Regions from separate parts of the Sus scrofa genome. Here region 2 is linked to region 1. The links are chromatin contacts, called in public Hi-C maps. All regions are on one chromosome and are shown on one strand. Each heading gives the region's core, a stretch centred on a gene start, on an enhancer-like site or on the middle of the called end of the contact. The rest is flanking DNA. Distances are from core to core; before and after follow the strand shown.

Region 1 (7,370 bases), core at 2,939-5,438:
GCTGGTGGCTACAGCTCCGATTTGACCCCTAGCCTGGGAACTTCCACATGCCGTGGGAGTGGCCCTAGAAAAGGCAAAAAGACAAAAAAAAAAAAAAAAAAAAAAAAAAAATCACCATGGGCGATGAGCCAGGTTGCATGGGAACCTGGAGGGACTTATGCTGCATGTAGCAGTACCATGAAAAGACACCAAGTTTGGCCACAAGAGGTAAGCTGGGGGTGGGGGTGGGGTCCTTGCTAGGAGCTGCCCTTCAGCCACAGTCCCATCCTGTTCTCTCCTCCTACTCTTGTGGCCTCTCAGGGCCATCGGGACCAGGCGATGGTCTACTGCTCCAGTTTACTTTTTTTGTTTGTTCCAGTTTTTTGTTTTGTTGCATTTTAGTCGCACCTGCACATGTGGAAGTTCCCAGAATAGGCACTGAATCCACACTGCAGTTGCAGCAACAGGAGATCCTTAACCTGCTGCATTGCAATAGAACTCCTAAATATTTGGTTCAAAAAATACAAATCTATCCTGCCCTTAATGCCTGCAATGCAATGCTGTTGGAGCACGTGGTGCTTTTCTAAATGATTCCTCTCACCAGGTCAGGTCGGTTTGTTTTCTAACTTAAAGAACTTGCATCACTTTACTGTTTTTCCTTGAACACCCTTAGGGTTTCTTCTCAGAAATACGGTTGTCAGCTTTTTCAACTGAACTTTGTCCTTCTTTTCCAAAGAAATTTAGCATTTGAAACATTTCTGTCTCCAAGAAAACAAAACACTATTTTTAAGGCCAATCTCTGATGCTATAATCCAGCAAGGAGTTATGTTTTTCTCTAAAAATGGCAAACTTTGGTTGGTCATTCCAGCTTAGGAACCACTCAAAGCTGACCTTTGCTGCAAAGAAAAGAGGTAAAGGTCTTCCTTGGCTTCTGACCTATTACCAACGGACACAGAAAATTCAGAAAACCATTGACCCGCCCCCTACCCCATACAATTTTGCCTCTGTCTAGACTTTCATGTGACATTCTAAGAGGAGATTTCCATATTGTTAGGACTAGGGGCTGCCTTGTCTCATTATGCAGCAGGGCTGGGTTCAAAGACAGGAAAATCTGCTCTTCAGAGACTCTTCATTGATGGACCCACTAACGACTCTGCAGTGGGATACTGGATGGATAAGTCAAGTCACAGAAAATGTCAGGACACTTGCACTTCTCCTCCAAAAGAAAAATAAGGAATTTTCCAAATGCTGCATGGTAGTTTATAAAAAATCATTTTTAAAAGTTTTAGTAAGAATCACTTTAAATTTTCTAATGAAAAGTGTAATAAAAGTTACTTATAAAATGTAAAATTAAAGTTATTAGAGAAAGAGAGAACACTGGCAGAAGAAAAGAAGGACTTTCCAGGATCCAAGAGGAGTCTGGAACATTGTGTGCTAAAAGAAATGAAGTGAGAAAGAAAGAAAGAGAGAAAAGAAAGAAAGAAAGAAAGAAAGAAGGGAAAAAGAAAGTGATGGGGCCATGCTGGAAGGATGCACAGGTCAGCTTAAAGGGGCCCCCATAATCCAAAGCTTGGAACTTGAGGGCTGAACTCCTTGCAATGTTTCCTTGCTCAGCTTCTGGGGTGCCGCACTGTTGGTCTTCCTCCCACTTTCTCTGATTCTCAGGCTAGCTCTTCCACATGACCCACCCCTCCAGTGCTTAAGGGCTTCCTATCTTGTCCTTCACAGACCTTCTCTATACTCACTGCCTAGGTGGTATTGAACACAATGCAGACCCTGAAACTCCTCAAGATGCTATCACTAGCCCAAATCTCTCCCATGAATCCCAGACTTGACTCTGTAATGGACAATTCAACTTCCCCACCGAGAAGGAGCAGCTTGGACGTGTTGAAAACAAGTGTCCCGATTTTCCCAGTCTCCCTGTCTCGGTCATGGCAACTCCACCCTCCAACTGAGCTTCATTCAACCCACATCCAGTCTCTGGGGAAATCCTGCTGTCTGCACTGTCAGAGCGAGTCCATAATCCAAACGTCTCATGACACCCCTGTCCCCTTGGTCTGAATCCCAGCAGTGTCTCCCTATGACTGCGAAAGCCTTCCCTGGGTTCCCTGATGCCATGCTTGTGTGTCCTACAGTCTATTTTCAACACACCAACCAGGGCAGTCTTAAAAATCAGAACCCTGAAATGCCACTCTTCTGCTCAAAACCAAAAGTCCGGAGTTCCCGTCGTGGCTCAAAGGTTAACGAATCTGACTAGGAACCATGAGGTTGCAGGTTTGGTCCCTGCCCTTGCTCAGTGGGTTAACGATCTGGCGTTGCCGTGAGCTGTGGTGCAGGTTGCAGACTTGGCTTGGATCCTTCATTGCTGTGGCTCTGGCATAGGCTGGCGGCTGCAGCTCCGATTTGACCCCATATGCCTCCATATGCCTCGGGAGCGGCCCAAGAAATGCCAAAAAGACAAAAAACAAAAAAACCCCCAAAAGTCCTTAAATCTTTATGATGGCAATCTGTCCAATGTAGAAAAACAAACAAAATAATTCAGACCTAAAATGCATTAAGTATGTCATTTATCCAACTGTTTACATTAACCAAATGAACAGATAATTTTTCACTTTGCTTTGTGTTCTTGAAGCACTATAACTCTCCTTAACCAAAGAGAAAGATACATTCTCTTTTATGTGTATATGGAGCTTACAATTCTGATTTACTGTAATTAAAAAGAAATGTTGAATATTGACTCATGCATGGAATTAACTTAAGGATTCCCTTGCTTTTGTAGTTTGTACATGTTAGTGACTGTTCAAGAAACTTTAATCCTAGAAAAGAGGAATTTTAATTATATTTGAGCCTTCGCTTGTGCATGGATGCTGTCATTTATGGTAGTATCTGGTAATTGAGATAAAGTAATTGAAAAAATAGAGGATGTTATGTTTTTCCATTATAATCTTCCATGTTAAGATTTAAGAGTTTTAAAATACTAAGAAGTGAAAACACTGATCCTCTCAATCATGTGTTAAAGTATTTGTGGAACAAATATCTTTATAAGATACTTTATAACCACAGCCATTTCCCAAAAGCTTTATGTGTGTGTTGTTAATGCATCACATTAACTAAAAACAAGTAAGTGTATGGAGTTCCCATCGTGGCTCAACGATTAACGAATCTGACTAGGAACCATGAGGTTGCAGGTTCGATACCTGGCCTTGCTCAGCGGGTTAAGGATCCGGCGTTGCAGTGAGCTGTGGTGTAGGTTGCAGAGGCGGCTCGGATCCAGCGTTGCTGTGGCTGTGGTATAGGCTGGCAGCTACCGCTCCGATTCAACCCCTAGCCTGGGAAATTCCATATGCCATGGGAGCAGCCCTAGAAAAAGGTGAAAAACAAAAACAAACAAAACAAACAAGTAAGTGTATTATTTCAGACAAGTATTAGGTATATTCTGGAATGATAGTTTTAGTGCATTTGCTGCCTGACTTCTTTCCAAGTGTCCTGTTCTTTTTGAAGCTAAAAGTCCTAAATAGCTGCTTAAAGACTGAAATCAGAGAGATTTTGTTTTGCTCAGGGAGGTTGTTTTTTTTTTTTTTTTTTAAATGACTGATTTTCTAAAATCTGAAAGTGAAAATAGGAGTTCTCTTGTGGCTAAGGTTAAGGTTAAGGATCCATCATTGTTGCTCCTGTGGTGTGGGTTCAATCCCTGGCTTAGGAACTTCCGCATGCTGTGGTCCTGGCCAAAAACAAACAAAAAAGTGAAAGTATTTCATATTTTGGAAGATCCAGTCAGTATTTCTGCCCCATGGGAGATTACAAAAATGGTCAAAACAACTTTTTTTTTTTTTTTTAAACAAATGCCTGTTTCAGGTAAATTTTCTGGGTCTACTTCGAAGAGGGTGGGGACACTGATTTCTTGCCAAAGATCTACAGAGAAGGAGGAGGGGAAATACCCACATGTGAAGAACTAAAACAGCTGCAAGGATATGAGAGGTGAGAGGGGGCATAGAGCGATACACTTGCTGGCCCCCTGCATCTCCTGGGGCTCTGGCACCTCTGTTCCATTGCTTACCTTTAAGATGTTGGTTCTTGTCCAATAAAGCCCCCTTTTGGTTTTGGCAAGTGTACTCCAAGACCTTAAGTGCAGGAAACCGAATAGGTAGCAGGACAATGACAGAGAACTTTGGAGAAAGTGTGTAGAAGCTGAGCTGCACAGGAAGGGGTCTCAGGTGAGAAGTCAGTCACCTGTGCTTCCCTTCTGAGCTGCCTATACCCGCAGAAGATCACACACTCGTGACAGGTAGGTGGAGGAACAGCCCATCTGACCAGCAAGTGGGGGGCTTGAAACACAGAAACTTACATCCTCATGGTTCTGGAAGGGAAAGTCCAGGATCGAGGGGTTGGCAGGTTTGGTTTCTCTCCTGAGCTTGCAGACCGTGCCTTCCTGCGTCTCTCTCAGTGTCCCTTCTTATGGGGATGCCTGTCTTACTAGATCGGGCCCACCCTAATGACCTCATTTTCCTCTTAATTCTCTCTTTAAAGACACTATCTCCTAATACAGTCACATTTTGAGGTCCTTAGGTTAGGGTTTGCAGGGACACAATTCAACCTGTAACAGGTTTCCAGCATCACGTTTTGACTATTTTAAGAAATAATGGGAATCGGGGAGAAGGGGAGGAAGAGTAGGGTAACATGCAAGCCCAGATTTTCTATGCCTCTTTGGCTTAGCCCCACAGCCACTTTCCAGGACTCAAATCTTTTTTTTTTTTTTTTTTTTTTTTTTTTTTGCGCCTTTTTGTCTTTTCAGGGCTGTACCCACGGCATATGGAGGTTCCCAGGCTAGGGGTCGAATCGGAGCTGTTGCTGCCGGCCTACGCCAGAGCCACAGCAACACCAGATCTGAGCTGCATCTGTGACCTACACCACAGCTCACGGCAATGCCGGATCCTTAACCCACAGAGCAAGGCCAGGGACCGAACCCAAAACCTCATGGTTCCTAGTTGGATTTGTTTCCGCTGTGCCACGACGGGAACTCCATCAATCTTTTTTTTTTTTTTAATTAAAGTGTAATTGAGTTGCGATGTTGTGTCAAAGGACTCATTCTCAAAGTAAGTGTCCTTTTAAGCTTCTGTTACCATCTTGGCCACGATCTTCCATTTTAAACTGTGGTATCTGGACCGGATGGTCTAGGTTGGATCTGACCAGAGCCAAACCAAACAGGATTATTCTTCACACTGATGTACCCCTCCCCAGGTTCCCAAACTTGAATTTGCTCTCTTAGGAACCACATCACATTAATGCCTGTTTTTGCGTTCTTTTTGCCTAAAACAAATCATCTGATATTTCCAAGTCACCTTCCTAAATGCTACATCTCTTCTCAATTGCCTTTGTGTGCCTGGGTTATTTATTTAACCACATACAGAAACTTACAAGCCCTTAATCAATTTCTTTCCGTTAGATTCAGACCTAGTCTTGGTCAGTTCAGACTGTAACGGAATGATGCGGTGGGGAGGACTTAAACAGCACAGTTTCTTTCTCACCATTCTGGAGGCTAACATCTGTGATCAAGGCGCCAACAGAGTCAGGGTGGGGGCCTCTTCCTGGGTAACAGTGCATTGGCTCGACAGATACTCAAGCAGCAGAGACAGAGAGTTCTGGTCTCTTTTATCCCCTTATAAGGGCACTAATCCCATCATGGGGGTCCCATTACTGCACCTAAACCATATAATTACCTCCCAAAGGCCCACCTCCAAATACCATCACACTGGGGATTAGGGCTTCCACCTATGGATTTGTGGGCTAGGGGTTGGGGGACCCAAGATATTCAGTCCATAGCACCATCTGTCTGCTGTGCTTTACGTGTAAATCTGGTTCACAGATGAGCCATAAAAGAACAGATTTCTGATTCACCAGAAAGTTTGTAAAAGTGAACCTCCCAAAGCAAAGGAAAGCTAAGCACCCCAAATCCAGGCTCCCCAGACACCTCCATGTAAATTCACTGCCTCAGATAATAACAACCAGCATCTGCTCGAGGTTTGACACTGCTGATGTGCTGCTTTTTATTAAAGAGAAGTGGAGAGGTTTCTCCTCATCAAAGACCATGGGCCTGACATTTCTGGGCTCCAGGACCCTCACAACCCCGAGTAGAAACCAGGCCTGCTCCCGGAGGTGGAGTCAGGGGGGAAAACCTAAAGGACTTTCTCGGCTTCCAGATAATGGTTGGAGCCCAAGGCCTTTTCTGTCCTGAGACCCTACAGTGATGAGACCACGCCCCCAGCCAAACTCATCCTAGTGCTGTTTCAATCCCCCTCTTCAGAAGGTCACTCAGATTTTGACAGGGAGATGACAAGCTAGGCTTTGCGTTCAAAAATATCTTGGAATTTTTTCCATCCACAGAATAACAGACAGAGGGGGAAGAACTGTTTACATCATCCACAACCAAATATTTGCCATTTAAAGATTTGGCCCAGGTGCTCGCTTCGGCAGCACATATACTAAAATTGGAACGATAAAGATTTGGCCCTGGAGTAGATGACCTTGGATCAGGCAAAACCTTTGTAAACTGCATTAGGTGCAAGAAATGAGGCCCCCCCCACAGCATAGATTTTAGCGTCAGAAAATAGATAAACTGCCCTTCAAGAGAAATGAAAAGGAATTTGAAGGTGAAGATGCATGCAGAGGGAAGCAGAGGAGGAAGAGGAAAAGGAAGGCTGGGGACTATGTGGGGATGCCTGCGGGGAGTCTGATGGTCCAGGTGGGGGCTGCTCTCTGGGGTGGGAAATAACCACCCACCGTGGGCGTTCACTCACCAAGGCCCTGGATAGATCAAGTGGTCTGTGACCCACATCCAGGTCAGGGCTGAGCAAAGCAGGTGGCTGGGGCTGCTCAGGCCCCAGGGGCCCAGCAGAAAAAGGAGACCTGCGACTCCAGCATGAGACACGGCACCGCCTCCCTGCCATGGTGTCATGATTGGAGGAGAGTTGTCATTTCTTTCCACATGTGAACAGGGAGGCTTGGCTAAATCAATCTCATAGGATAGGTAATGATAGGTGAGAACGTGGCTTCGATTTTTCCTGTGAGATTCAGCCTTCAACCTTTGGCATGTGGTTCCAAGATTACAAATGGGTTGAAGACCAAAAGTTTTCCTCTTTGTCAGAATTCGTTTTCATAATTAAAAAATAATATATAGGTAGGTTGTTAATTCCTAGCGTAAACACAAAATCCTGCTTTGCTATTCATTAGTTGCACCAAAAAAATAAAAATAAAAAATAAAAAATAAATAAAAAAGAGAAAACAGGAAAAGCTTCAGGGTTTCCATGAGTAAAATGCCTTCAAGATGTTCCATCTGTTTCCTTCATTGTTAGTATGATTTTTGGTCAAGGAGTTTAAAGCAAAAGCAAATACTG
Region 2 (7,370 bases), core at 2,423-4,922, 120 kb after region 1:
CATGTAAGGATAACTTGATCCCCTTGCTGTACAGTGGGAAAAAAAATAAATTATAAAAAAATAAAAATAAATAAATAAAATAAAAAAGAAGACATGAGGAAAGAAAGAAAAATTTGAAGAAGTCATTGAGAATACATAACAAAATGTCAGGGGAGTGAACAGGAGGAGAAATATGAAGAGACACAGCATCAATCCAGGTGGATCAGGGTATGATGACAGGAGTTACAAAAAGAGACAGAAATAAGAAAAGGAGGAGTTCTCGTTGTGGCTCAGTGGTTAACGAATCCGACTAGGAACCATAAGGTTGCAGTTTGGATCCCTGGCCTTGCTCAGTGGGTTAACGATCCAGCATTGCCGTGAGCTGTGGTGTAGGTTGCAGACGCAGCTCAGATCCTGCGTTGCTGTGGCTCTGGCATAGGCCGGTGGCTACAGCTCCAATTAGACCCCTAGCCTGGGAACCTCCATATGCTGCGGGAGCGGCCCAAGAAATGGCAAAAAGACCAAAAAAAAAAAAAAAAAAAAAAAAAAAGAAAGAAAGAAATAAGAAAAGGAAATAATAGAAAATAATTTCCCAGGGCTGAAGAAAAACATCTGTAATGAAAAGCTGATGCTCCTGACTTTCTGTCCTTCTGTTTTGGCTTGTAATGCAGCTCTGAGGGCTAGAGCCGCAGCAGCCACCTTGGGCCATGAGGTAGCCTTGAGGATATAAACCTTGGTTCTTTACGGCAGCCTAGATCTCCATTCTAGCCTCAAAATGTCTTCCTCCAGACCTTTTTCTGTAAAGGAGAAAGTTGAGTAAGTTGCTGTTGTTTGGGGGTTTTCTGTTTTATATAGTGAACCAAATTCTAAGTCTATGCTGTCCAATACAGTGGTGAGTAGCACATGTCTTATTTAAATGTAAACATGCATTAAGCGAAAAGGTCCTCAGTCACACTGGCCATAATTTCAGTGCTCGGTTGCCACTTGTAACTGGTTGCTGCTGTCCTGAGCAGATCAAATCTGGACCCTCTCCATCATTGCCCTAACCTATACATGTCCCTTTCCACAGAAAGCCTTATGTTCTGGTAAGGGACAGAAAGCCATCTGCTCTGCCACCATGGGGGTGACATGGAGATTCTCAAGGAGGAGACTCAAGATGCTCTTTGGATGTGAGGGAGTTGTTCCCCCCAGATGAGCAGCTTGAAGTCTGGAAACAAAAAAGCATAAGCGGAGTTCCCGTCGTGGCACAATAGAAACAAATCCGGCTAGGAACCATGAGGTTGCAGGTTCGATCCCTGGCCTCTCTCAGTGGGTTAAGGATCCAGCTCCGATTGGACCCCTAGCCTGGGAATCTTCATATGCCCTGGGTGCGTCCCTAAAAAGACAAAAGACAAAAAAAAAAAAAAAAAAAAAAAGCACAAGCCGTGCTGGGAGTACTCTGGTTTTGTGGGTAAGTGGGGGGATTGGAAGATTAGCTCATATTGGGGAGGTCAAGGAAGGGGAAGGTATGTCAGGTACTTAGGCCAGCTCTAGAGGTCAGCAAGGACTCTGAGCAGGAGGAATGAACCCCCAGAGCAGCACTACCAGGGAGTCAGCACAGGAGGAGAAAGCCCGTGTGAAACTCAAGCCACAGCATATCAGCTCAAACACAAAACCTGAGGCTAAGCTAATGGATGACACGTGGAGCTGATGTTCATGGCAGGCCTGGCTCTCTTCAGATGAAGTGACCTGCTAGCAAGCTCTCCTTATCTCCATAAAGGGATGGCTCACTCAGGCAGGCCCTTATCAGGAATGAAGAGTTTCAGACCCCTGGCTAATCAGTAAGACCCCACTACCCTTCCCCTTACTCTCTGGCTGTAAGAAGAAGCAGCCAGTTTCCACTGGGGTCAGCTCTCCCTGACCTGCGCTAGGACCACAGCAGTTCTGACATAACTTAAAGCTGTTTGTGGCAGCAAGGACATAAAGGCACCATCAGGCATAGGCATTTGGGCCTTGGACCCCATAGGATTTTCCAACTGATTCTATAGTGACAGCAAGGGCAAGAGGGGAGCCAGCTGACCCCCTGTCTCTGCACTTATGGAAAGAGTACTGCTGACTGAGGGAAGGCAGAAGAGGAATGTGGGAGGCAAAGGTTGAGATGTTTGCATCTCCCCAAAACACCAGGCAGAAGCTTAGAAGGTAAGCCTCAAGGTGGAGGGTTTGCCCGGAGATGAAGGTCTAAATGACACAAGTGGACAAGACTGAGAGACAGCTTATACACAGAAAACCGCTGCAGGTACCACCTCACGGCAGGGCCCGCTGTGGGAAGGACCAGAGAAGGAAGAACCAGGGACTGGAAGTGGCCCAGAACAGGACAGAGTGCGTGGAAGCCAAGGGGGCACGTTTTAGAAGCAGACATTATTTAGCTACAAAGGAGGCAAAGAGCAGAGGCTGGGGACAGGTGTGTGGAGCAGGTGAGTTCAACTCCTCAGCAGGGGGGACAAGGCCAATGCCCACTTGGTTATCAGCAGTTGGGGGAAGGAAGGACACAAAAAGACACAAAAGGAAACCGGGCTTAAGTTTCCTTTGGGAGAGCCCTAAGGATGTGGATATTTCCATAGCACTGCTTTCCTCATCCTCATCCTGGTTTTGTGATCATTGTGCCAGCCCTGCTGCTGTGGGTGGGGCTTGCTCTCGGGGCAGCAGAGGCGCCTCAGCTATTCCCCCAGATGCACATCACAGCCAAGGACAAAGTCAGTGTGCAGGAAACACACGGGTGAATCTTTGCCTTAGAACTAGACTCGGGCAGCTCTAAAAAGTGTATTTGTTCCAAGTGAGCACAACGAGGCAAGAAAAAAGGAGGAAATAGGTGAATATGAAGGGATGGGACAGATCAGCAAGTTGCGATGGGAAAGATCCTGGGAAAGGGATAGTCAGAGCTATACCCAATCTTGAGGCTGAAGCCCTATCAGGATCTTTCTGAATGTGATGTAGAAGACAGGAGCAGTCCCGGCACACTGGACCGAGTCCCTTCCAGAGAACTTGGCAGGTCGGGCATTAGGCAGAGAGATCCGCCTTCCGCCTGACTTCCTGCCCACACTGGTGCAGGCCCTAGGTCGCATCAGGCCCCTGCAACAGCCTCCCCCCATCCCCTGGCCATCACTCAAATTTGCCAAACTGATATTATTGGATCATGGCCATGTGTTTTAAAAGAGAGAAGAAAAAGAGGAGTTCCCATCGTGGCTCAGTTGTTAATGAATCCAACTAGGAACCATGAGGTTGTGGGTTTGATCCCTGCCCTTGCTCAGTGGGTTAAGGATCTGGCTTTGCTGTGAGCTGTAGTGTAGGTTGCAGATGAGGCTTGGAGCCCACATTGCTGTGGCTCTGGCGTAGGCCGGTGGCTGCAGCTCCGATTCAACCCCTAGCCTGAAACCTCCATATGCCACGGGATCGGCCCAAGAAATGGCAAAAAGACAAAAAAAAAAAAAAGAAAGAAAAAGAAAAAGAAACACCCTCAGTGACTGTAGGAACCCTAGTTCCTACAAGTGTAAAACAGATTCTTCTCTTAGGCTCTCAAGGCCCATGTAATCCCACATCTGTAATTTCCAGCACATTTCAGTGATTTTTCACTTTTGCCCCAATGTACATCCTTGGCCTTCGCAGGCTATTTCGCCACTAGCAAGCATCAGATTCTCCCTGGCGATTGCCCGTCCCGGGCTGCCCTCTCCTCCACAGCTCTGGAAACACAGCCCATCCTTCAAGGCCTTTTGTAACCACTCATATATTAATCTCCTGACTTCACTAGTTCTAATAGTTCCTCCCTCAAATGTTACGCAATGTGGATCTTCAGTGGGAAGTGGGGAAGAGCCTAACCTCTCAAGAGCTTTTCCAAACCCACCCCTCACCCTAGACTCTGCCCCGCGCCCACCCCCACTGTGGGTTCAGTGCAGCCGACGTGGAGAGCACGGGTCAGCACCACTCCCACTGGGACCCTGCCTGAGGCGGGAATGTTCATACAGCACCAAGCACCAAGCAGTGTTGACTCTAGCCTGGTGCTACAATCAACCCAACCCTGCCATGATGAGCCGGAGGAGCCTCAAAGCCCCCAGAGTGAAGACTCAGCCCGCCAGATACCAATCAGGGTCCAGTGTCACCGGTACTGCAACCACCTTGCTATAAAGCAGAGGTTCCCAAAACCCCCCTCCTTGGGCTTGAAAGCCTCACAGAACTCAGAGACATTTTACTTACTCCACATCGCATTTATTGTAGAAGGATATAACTCGGAGTTCCCGTCGTGGCTCAGTGGTTAACGAATCTGACTAGGAACCATGAGGTTGCAGGTTTGATCCCTGGCCTTGCTCAGTGGGTTGAGGATCCGGCATTGCCGTGAGCTGTGGTGTAGTTTGCAAATGCGGCTTGGATCTGGTGTTGCTGTGGCTCTGGCGTAGGCTGGCGGCTATAGGTCCGATTAGACCCCTAGCCTGAGAACCTCCATATGCCGCGGGAGCAGACCTAGAAAAGGCAGAAAGACAAATAAATAAATAAATAATAAATAAAAGGATATAACTCAGGAACAGGACAGTCAGATGGCAGAGCTGCTCCAGGGTGGGGGCTCTGAGCTCCCCTGCCCTCTGCAGTCACCACTCTCCAAATGTCCACGCAGTCACCAACCAGAGTGCTCAGAGGCCCGTCCTTTAGGGGTTTTATGGGGGCTTCATGACACAGGCATGGCTGCTTTAACCATTGGCAATTGGCAGTTGAATTCAACCTCCCACCATCAGGGGAGGGGGTGGGGCTGAAAGTTCTACCCATCTAATCATGTGATTGGTTCCTCTGGAGAACTGCCCTGTCCTTAGGATTCCAAATCCTTTAGGGGCACTCCAAAAAACTGCCTCATTAACGTAACAAAATACACCTTCTCCATCTCGTAACTTTGTAAATTCCAAAGGTTAGAGGAACTCTGTGCAGGAATGGTACATATTTCTTATTATACATCATGATGTAACTGTGTCACCCAAGTCCATTGTCAGTTGCACAGAGTGTACTTTCCCATGCACACATGTTATAATGGTTCTTGGCCTGTTTGCTCCTTGAGGACAAAGGCCCTGAATGGCCCCACTCCAGGCATCATGCTGAGCTGGTGAGCAGGTGGGTGGGTCTTGGCAATGAAAATGTGAATGGAAATAGAAACTCACATGTCAGGACGGGGCTTCAGAACATCCTGGGTCACTGAGTGACTAGGAGACTCCTGGCTCATTTGTTCTGGAGCACGTAACACGATGACAAAGTGACCCATTAAGTCAATGTTTCTACCATAGTCTTGGTTCTCAGAGTGGGGCCCTTTGACCAACAGCACCTGGGAGCTTGTTAAAAATGCAAACTCTTAGTTCTTGCTCTGGAGTCACCAGCTCTCAATCAAACAGGCTCTCCTCATGTTTTATGTGGCTAGTCCAGTTTGAGAAGCTCTGGCCTAGACTATTCTGATAGGGGCAGAAATTGATACTTAAGTGGCTGAATTAAAACCAAAAATGGGTGCTCAGAGATTGAGGAAGCCTGGCAGTGAATGCTGCGTGGGGGAAAGAGAGTGTGGCTGATGGGCCGCTTATGAGTTACACAGTGGGACCCAGGACAGCCGTCACGTGTATTAGCTGCTGCCGGCTGCATTTTATGAGATCTTAAAAGAAAGAGATGAGCTGCCAAAATGCCAGCAGGAGCGAAAAGGATTCAAGATGGTAGCACAATGGGAATGCACTTAACACCCATGAACTGCAGGCTTAAAAGTAGTTAAGATGGTAAACTTTTGTTATGTGTATTTTACCACAATTGCATAAAGAAGTAAATAGGATCTTTAGTGATACATTTGAAACCATCTTTTAAAATTTTTTTCCCAGAAAAACCCAGCGCCAGGGACTTCAGAAAGAGAGGACACAGCTCTTCTCAGGCCAATAAGGAAAAGAGAGAAATAAGAGTTCCCTGGTGGCGCAGCAGGGTCAGGATCCAGCGTTGCCCCAGCTGCGGCTTGGATTAAATCCCTGGCCCAGGTGCAGCCCCCCAAATGAGAAAGAATTAAGAAAGCTGAACAGGGGAATTCCCTTATGTCTCAGGGGTTAACAAATCCGACTAATAAACCATGAGGTTGCAGGTTTGACCCCTGGCCTTGCTCAGTGGGTTAAGGACTGTAAGCTGTGGTGTAGGTCACAGACATGGCTTGGATCTGGCGTTGTTGTGGCTGTGGGGTAGGCTGGAAGCTGTAGCTCTGAATCGACCCCTAGCCTGGGAACCTCCATGTGCCATGGGTGAGGCCCTAGAAAAAGACAAAAAAAAAGAAAGTTGAATAACATGGATCAACTGAAACTCAGATTTGGAACCAGGATCAAATCAAGGGAGAGAGCTTTCACCTCCATCGCAAATCCCCTGAATGGATCTAGGAAGCTGATTCAGCAAGTCCTTTCAATTGGGTGAAGTGGCCCAGGGAAAGGAAGCTGAAAGCAGGACTGTCCCTCTGAGTACGACAGACTCAAGCACACAGTGACAATGAGAGCAAGAAAAAGGGGCAAAAAGGTGAGACGTGCAACAACCCGAGCAGGCTGAGATCTGTCCTGGGTGCCAAGGCGGCACTGGCCACAGGCTGTGGCTAAGCTCCAAGGCGGGCCTCTCCATTCACTCTGTCCTTGGAGAGTGTGTCTGTGTGGCCCCCAGGGCACCATCAATTTATTGGGACAATATCAGATAAGTTGTCCTTTCAAGTTTTTTGGTCTCCAGATCAAGAGGAGCGTGCGTGGACCTGATGTACAGACTAACTCCTGTTTCAAAGTCAACCCCTCCCTGGAAAACTTCCACATACCTGCCATCCACCTACAAGAAGGGCAGGCATAGCCCCAGGGGAGCAAGCACCACAGCCCCCCTCTACAGCCTGGGTGGTCTGTGCCTCAGCAATTCGCATGCAACTATGTAGCACTTTGAGTTGTGGAGCCTGTTTCCAGGCATCTTGAAACACTCAAAGCTCTTTGATGGCAGAGACCCTCTAATGGCTCTGGCTCTGGCTCTGGTCCCACACGGAGAACTGACAGGTAACATACTCCCAGCACTTGATTACTGAAAACAGACTTGCAGACAGGATATAGTCTCAAGTATACAATTTATTTATTTTCAGGAGTTAGGTCATTTTGAACTGAGAAATAGCCATCCTACAGGTGAGAAATACTGTCGAGAAACTTCATCATGATTCACCAATATTTGTTCGTTTTCATTTTGCAGCAGCTGCTGACAAATTGGCTAGAAGACCAAAAACCCCTGGATATCATGACCAGTTCACATGGGGGGGTGTGGTCTTTTCATTTGATTAACCATTCTTTGAACACATATTTTTTACATCCAGTCAAGTTCCTACAGAAGCAGAAAGAGTTAACATA

What was found. Hi-C and Micro-C count contacts between places; a contact is called where the count stands out from the background.
Region 2: a contact with region 1 is called in a Hi-C map of omental adipose tissue, with 1.6 times the contacts expected there. The contact joins two enhancer-like sites. A contact is called at or near these places in 13 of 47 Hi-C or Micro-C datasets (embryonic fibroblasts, epiblast stem cells, fetal heart ventricle and 7 more).

Annotation. Positions count from the first base shown.
Region 1 is chr6:96,192,038-96,199,407 of Sscrofa11.1, forward strand. No RefSeq gene overlaps it. Among named protein-coding and RNA genes, the nearest start is that of MC2R, 46 kb to the right of the region's middle. Within about 2 kb of position 4,189, at least 2 of the 83 cell types and tissues checked have an H3K27ac peak or open chromatin away from gene starts, as enhancers often do. A contact at or near this core is called in omental adipose tissue, where this site is marked.
Region 2 is chr6:96,312,774-96,320,143 of Sscrofa11.1, forward strand. No RefSeq gene overlaps it. Among named protein-coding and RNA genes, the nearest start is that of MC5R, 7.3 kb to the right of the region's middle. Within about 2 kb of position 3,673, at least 3 of the 83 cell types and tissues checked have an H3K27ac peak or open chromatin away from gene starts, as enhancers often do. A contact at or near this core is called in omental adipose tissue, where this site is marked.